2 separate regions of the Capsicum annuum genome follow, and region 1 is linked to region 2. The links are chromatin contacts, called in public Hi-C maps. All regions are on one chromosome and are shown on one strand. Each heading gives the region's core, a stretch centred on a gene start, on an enhancer-like site or on the middle of the called end of the contact. The rest is flanking DNA. Distances are from core to core; before and after follow the strand shown. Region 1 holds the start of LOC107870279 (pentatricopeptide repeat-containing protein At3g04760, chloroplastic). Region 2 holds the start of LOC107870277 (serine/threonine protein phosphatase 2A regulatory subunit B''beta).

The links. Hi-C and Micro-C count contacts between places; a contact is called where the count stands out from the background.
Region 1: a Hi-C map of leaf shows a contact between it and region 2, with 1.9 times the contacts expected there. The contact joins the promoter of LOC107870279 here to the promoter of LOC107870277 in region 2. A contact is called at or near these places in 3 of 5 Hi-C or Micro-C datasets (leaf and placenta).

Annotation. Positions count from the first base shown.
Region 1 is chr5:7,928,233-7,931,872 of UCD10Xv1.1, forward strand. LOC107870279 (pentatricopeptide repeat-containing protein At3g04760, chloroplastic) reads left to right here and starts at 1,633. Exons shown (of 1, transcript XM_016716748.2): 1 at 1,633-3,640. The coding sequence starts at 2,371.
Region 2 is chr5:7,799,035-7,802,445 of UCD10Xv1.1, forward strand. LOC107870277 (serine/threonine protein phosphatase 2A regulatory subunit B''beta) reads right to left here and starts at 1,694. Exons shown (of 13, transcript XM_016716747.2): 1 at 1,080-1,694. The coding sequence starts at 1,229.

The DNA of each region.
Region 1 (3,640 bases), core at 383-2,882, 130 kb after region 2:
TTTTTTTTAAATGATCATGCCATGTCCTTTCCTCTTCTTTTATTAATTGGTGAGTGCAATTTAAATATTTCTGAATTATAAATTTATAAGTATGAATATATTAATATTTGAACAAAATTAAGCTTAAACCCATATTTTTAAAAATATAATGACTTCATATTTAAAATCTTAAAAATCAAACTCATCAAATTACATTTTGGGTTTTCGACTTTTTATACAAGATTGAACAAAATTACATTTTTGATTTTCGACTTTTATACAAGATTGAATATTTATTCTGAACATAATTACAGTTTTATGAAAGCGTATGATGCTATAGTAAAAACTAAGTGGTTGAGATGCATAGAGTACTAATTACTAAAATTAAAAAAAAAAATTCCCAGAATTTTACTATTATGAATATGTGGCTCACATTTTTTTGAAAAGAATTTAAATTTTGAACATTGTTAATGTACCGATTAAGTCTACCTATAATAATAACGATAATATCACATCCAGTAAGATCCTACAAATTGTATATGAAGAGGATTTGCTTAACACAAATCGTATCCACATAATTTGTATATGAAGAGGATTTGCTTAACACAAATCGTATCCCTATTTTATGTGAGGTAGAAAAATTATTTTTAATAGAACTTCAACTATTTTTAGTGTAATTTTTGACATTATGTATTAGTGTAATTTTCATACTCAAGCGTAGGAAATTCGTACGAACCCAATTGCACCTGCCCTCTTAACCATTATGGCTCATTTGGTTGGGAACAAGTTATTCTCAGGGCGGACTTATGTAGGATTTTGTGGTGCTCCGACACCCACTAAACTCGACCAAAAATAGGTATAATTACATAGAAAATATAGAAAAATAGATATAAAACATACAAAAGCACTCACTATAACAAAAAGTTAGTTGTATGCATTGACATTTAGATTGATCTTAGATGCTTCATTGGAAGGAGGTTTTTTTTTCTTAGTTTTAAAATTTTTTAAGTACCCACTATCCTTAAATCCTGGGTTCGCCACTGGTTATTCTACAATGAATTATTCCAGAATTACTTATCCCATCTTTAAGGTGTGTAATAAAAAAATAACACTACAATTTCGAGATAAGTTATTCCACGATTTTATCTCAACTAAATATGAAATAAACTTATCGTAAAATTAATTACTCCCTCTGTTCACTTTTACTTATCATTATTTCGCTTTTTGAGGTCAACTTGCGTGAACTTTGACTCAAATTTTAAGATATATTTTTTCATCATTTAAATATGAAAAGGATTGCAACATGTAACCTTTTCTTATAATTTTCGACCATCTGAATTTTAAATTTAAATGTTAAATTATACATTTTAAAATGTTGGTTAAAGTTTATACAGTTTGATCTCGAGAAGCAAAACAGTGACAAGTCAACTAACAACAACAACAACATACTCGGTGTATTCTCATACAGTAAAATCTAAAAAGAATAAAGCATACACTCATACCACTACTTCCAATGAAGTAAAAGTCAATGGAGAAAGTACATAATTAATTATCTCTTATCCCTCGTATAAAACTAGCCCTCACAAGACCTTTTAGTGAACTTCAAAAAAGTGCAAGCCATAAACTAGACCGACCCGGTTTATCCAATGGGTTAAACCATTTATGGCCTTATCTTAACTATGTTATCCTAAAAGAATCTATAACAAGATTCCTGCCATGTACAAAAAATATAACAAAAATACCATATTATTTTTTTCCATAGTTCATTTCATGGTTATGTTGAATTTTTCACTCTACAAACAAGAATAACAGGTAATTCTCTTTTTAATTAAAGTTCAACATGATTTTTGGAAGTCCATGAGGATTCCTATAGTCGACTCCAACTTGTATTACATTGAGGCATAGTTGTTGTTGTACCAAGTGGTCACCACAACTTGTTTGGGATCGAGGCATAGTTATAATATTGAGGGGTTGGGAGGTCTTGTATAGCCGACTCCAACTTATGTGAGATTGATACGTAGTTGTAGTTGTATCAAGGGGTCGTGAAGTCTTGTATAGCTGTCCACAACTTGTTTGGGATCGAGGCATAGTTATTGTATTGAGATTGATACATAGTTATAGTTGTATCAAGGGGCTGTGAAGTCTTGTATAACAGACCATAACTTGTTTGGGATCGAGACATAGTTATTATATTGAGGGGTCGGGAGGTCTTGTATAGATAGCCGACTCCAACTTGTCTGAGATTGAGAATGTACTTCTAGTTGTGTCAAGGGGTTAGAAAGTCTTGTATAGCCGAACATAACTTGTTTGGGATCGGGACATAGTTAATATTGTATTGAGGGGTTGGTAACTTTCACTGATATCGCTAGACTACTAATACTACTAACCAAAATGACTAGTATTATTCCAGGTGAAATCTTTGCTCAATGCCCCCTTTTCTCAAAGCCAACATCTCAATCTCAAAAGCACAATGTTGTTGTAAGATATAGTAGCAATGAGTACAATAATAAAGTAAAGACTGGAAATCATCAAAAGGTCAAAGTTTCTAGTGAAAATAGACCTACTACACATGTACATTCCAATGATATCAAAGTGCTAAATTGGTCATGTAAAGTAGGCAAATATGATGAAACTTTGTATCTTCTTGAATGTAAGGTGAAGAGTGGTTATAAACCTGATGTGATTCTATGTACAAAGCTCATTAAGGGGTTCTGCAACTCGAAAAATTCGGTGAAAGGAGAGAAAGTTATGCAGATATTGGAACAGTATGGTGAACCAGATGTGTTTGCATATAATGCACTCATTAGTGGATTCTGCAAAATGAATAAAATTGAAGAAGCAAATAAGGTGTTGAACCGGATGAAAGCGCGTGGCTTTCCTCCAGATTCTGTTACGTATAATATCTTGATAGGTAGTCTTTGTGATAGAGGGAAACTAGGATCAGCATTGAAGTTGTTGGATCAGTTGAAAGAAGAGAGCAACTGTAAGCCTACTGTTATTACATATACAATCTTGATAGAGGCAACGATTCTTGAAGGCGGAATTCATGAAGCAATGAAGCTTCTCGATGAGATGTTATCGAGAGAGTTGCAACCTGATATGTACACTTATAATGCAATTATCCGGGGAATGTGTAGAGAGAAGATGATGGATCAAGCCTACGAGTTCGTTAGGAGCTTGCCATCTAAGGGATGCAAACCTGATGTGATTTCGTATAACATTTTGTTAAGGGCATTGCTGAATAAAGGGAAATGGAGTGATGGTAAGAAGCTAATGAATGAGATGTTTTCTGCAGGATGTCAACCAAATGTGGTTACTTACAGTATCTTGATGAGTGGTTTATGCAGAGATGGGAAGTTGGACGAGGCGATTAACTTGTTAAAGATCATGATGAATAGTGGATTAACCCCTGATACATTCACTTATGATCCATTGATATCTGCATTCTGCAAAGGAGGGAGGTTAGATTTGGCTATTAAGTTCTTGGATTACATGATCTCGAACGGGTGCTTGCCTGATATAGTGAACTATAACACTATACTTTCTACAATGTGTAAGAAAGGGAAAGCAGATGAAGCAATGGAAGTGTTTGATAAGCTCGCGGAAATAGGATGTCCTCCTGATGTGAGCACTTATAACACACTGATGAGCGCATTATGGC
Region 2 (3,411 bases), core at 444-2,943:
ACAGCTCGAACATGTAACCTCCTAGTCACACTGCAGCAACTTTACCATTTACACCAAGGCTCCTCTACCAGAGTTTTACACCAAGATTAATTTTTTTCCTTATACGTAACACCACCAAACGACCGATAACTTATGAAACAGTAAGTACTCCCGCACAGTACGGGACATTTTGAAATAAATTCACCTGCCCACAAACGAATCCAAATTGAAATTTCAACAGATAAATCCCAAACTTAAATAGTTATGCCAAGGCAACGGGTCTATCATATGCAGTCATACCCTGCATTTCAGCAAGAAGTTGTTCTCACAGCTCGAAACATAAGCTCCTGATTACATGGAAGCAACTTAACTAGTTATGCCAAGGCTAACTTATCAGAGTCTTACACCAAGATTAGTTTTTTCCTTATACATCACGCAACCAAACGACTGATAACGTATGAAACAGTAAGTACTCCCACATAGTACAGGTTAACACACCTCGAAATAAATCTACCTAGCCACAACCGAATCCAAATTAAAATTTCGTCAGCTAAATCCCACTACAGCAACGAAGAAAATGCGAACTCAATAATTAGTTTTAAGGGTATTTTTAGACATTTCATGCACTCCTCTCCTAGTATTTCAAACACCTCATTCTTACATCAATATTGTTTTTTTTTTCCTTATACACCACACCACCAAAGGAGCAGTTATGAAACACTAAGTACTGGAAGCCAAGCATTATATTAGTAGTGCAGGGTTTTACACCAAAAAAGGGGCAGCACGTTGCACTAAGCTCCCGTTATGGGTATGCACCCTCACCCTGCATTTCTGCAGGAGGCTACTCCACGATTTGAACCCGTAACCTCCTCCCGGTCACATGGCACCAACTTTAATAGTTACGTCAAGGCTCCCTACCAGAGTTTTACACCAAGATCAAATTTTTTTCCTTATATAACACACCACCAAACGAGCCGTAACCAATAAAACAGTATCTACCTCGCCAGAAGCAAATCCAAAAATTCAATTTTATACAGCTAAATCCTACTACCGCAACAAAAAAACATCAAATTAACGCGAAATTAGAAATAAAAAATTACCAAAGCCGCAGTATCAGGAAGCGAAAGCCATTGATCAAATAGCTTCTCAGCAACATACGGATTACTTTTAATAGCCAACGGTGACACCTCAGGTAACTGCAATAACTCAGCATCCAAACTCGTTACATCACCATTAAAATCCACATCCATTTCTCTATACAACACCTAAACAAACCACCACAGTTTCCCTAAAATCGAAATCAAATCGAATCGAAACCGAATCTTCGAGATCTTCAAACACATAAACGAACCACAATTGCTCTTCTCATCGCACGCAATTTCCCCAATTTTGATGAAATTAGGGTTCCGACAACAATGCGAAATGGATCTTTGCGTGAAAGGGAAACCCTAATTTGGATTGAAAAATTCAATTTGGGGGAATTTACAGAGGGGAAAAAGGAAACCCTTGAAGCTAAGTATTTTTTTTTTATGCGGAGGGAAAAAAGGGAGATGGAGAAGAAGAGAAAGTGTATAAAAATGTGAATGTGTAAGAGATATTATATGATATGGTAAACTATACAAAAAGGAAGAGAAAAAAGGTTGAATATTTAAGGGTGTTTTGGGACGGAAAATGTTTTCTCGAAAAATAAACGATTTCGTAAAGAAATATTATGGCGAAAGTATTTAGATATAGTTTGGGTAAATACTACTTTGACAACGGACTCGACATCCCAACAGGAGAATCGCATTTGTACCAAGACTCGAGGCCAGATTCCTAATTCGAAATACGACTCTCGGTCCTGACCTAATATTCAACCTCGACCGGAGACTCGACTTGCAATATCGACTCCCAACCTCGAATTGGGACTCGTCTCTTAATCCAACCCTGACTTCTGATTCGAGTCAAACCTGATGTAGACTCCAGACTTAATTTTTTATCTCGACTCTCGCCTCGACATTGGTCCATACTCGACTCTGATCCTAGTTCGATCAAAAGTGGGGCAGTCAAATTGGGGTCAGTCTCGGGAGTCGAGGTCATGCGTGGGAACCCGAGACTTGGGTCGCGTTGAGAATTAGGACCCCAGACTCGAGTTAGGAGAATTGGGTGGTGATATTTAAACATAGTTTTGAAAAATGTTTTCTTTGCTTCAGGAAGGAAAGTTAACAACAACAAATACATATCCCGTATATTTTCACCAAGTGGCGTCTGGTTAGGGTAAGTGTACACAGTCCATACCACCACCTCAAATGTGAGATAGAGAAGTTGTTTCCGACAAGAAGGAAAATTATTTTTCTTAAATTTGAGAAAAATAAGTCTAGTTGGAAAACAATTACGCCAATCAAACATGAGAAAATAGGAAAATATTATTCGACAAATGTTTAAGTCAATCAAACATGGAAAAAATGGAAAACGTTTAAGTCAATTAAACATGAAAAAATTGAAAAAATTAAGATAGTCAAACATGAGAAAATTGAAAAACATTATTCAAAAAATGTTTTCTTCATACCAAACACACCCTAAAGGTGACTTCTAAAATCCAATTGTCTACCGATCACTTGATTATTTGGGTGCGAAAGAAAATAACATACCCAGTACAATCTCATTACATGTTGTCTACAGAGGGTGTTGTGTATGTAGACCTTATTCTTACCTTGTGGAGGTAGAGAGGTTGTTTCTGAAAGATCCAAGGCTCAAGTAACCATAACAAAGTAATGCGAAAAATAACATATTGACGCAAAATAAGAAATAACAAATGACAATAAGATCATTATATGGCATTCAAAAAAAGGCACAGTTTAACATTAAAATAATATGATAACTGAAGTAAAAAACACGTATTAACAAAAAATCAAAGGGCAAGAAACTACGATATTAGTGCTAATGCCACTGGAACACATAAAATCCTGCCTTGTAACCTTCTAGTTTAATCCTCGAACTCCAAGACCCCCTTTCTAGGTCATGTCTGCGGTAAGCTAAAGGTATGTCATGTCTTTTCTAGTAATTTTTTTTCAATACTTCTTCGATCTACCTTTACCTCTCTTTAATTATGTTAGTGTCAACCTCTCAACCTCCTTACTAGGGCATCTATGTATTTCCTCTGCATGACTAAACTATTTCAGTCTCGCGTTCCTCATTTTTTCATCTATGAAAGTTACTCTCACATTGTCCCGAATATCTTCATTTCTAATCTCGTGTGTCCTAGAATTCCCATACATGTGCCGCATCTTCATTATCTCAATTTTCATCTTTTGAACGTGAAAATTCTTAACTAGAGAACATTCTGCTCCATATAACATAGTCAACCTAATCACCATTATGTATAACTTGCATTTAAGTTTTGGTGATACCTTCTTATCGCGCTTTGGAGGCAAGTCTCGATTCCATCCACCC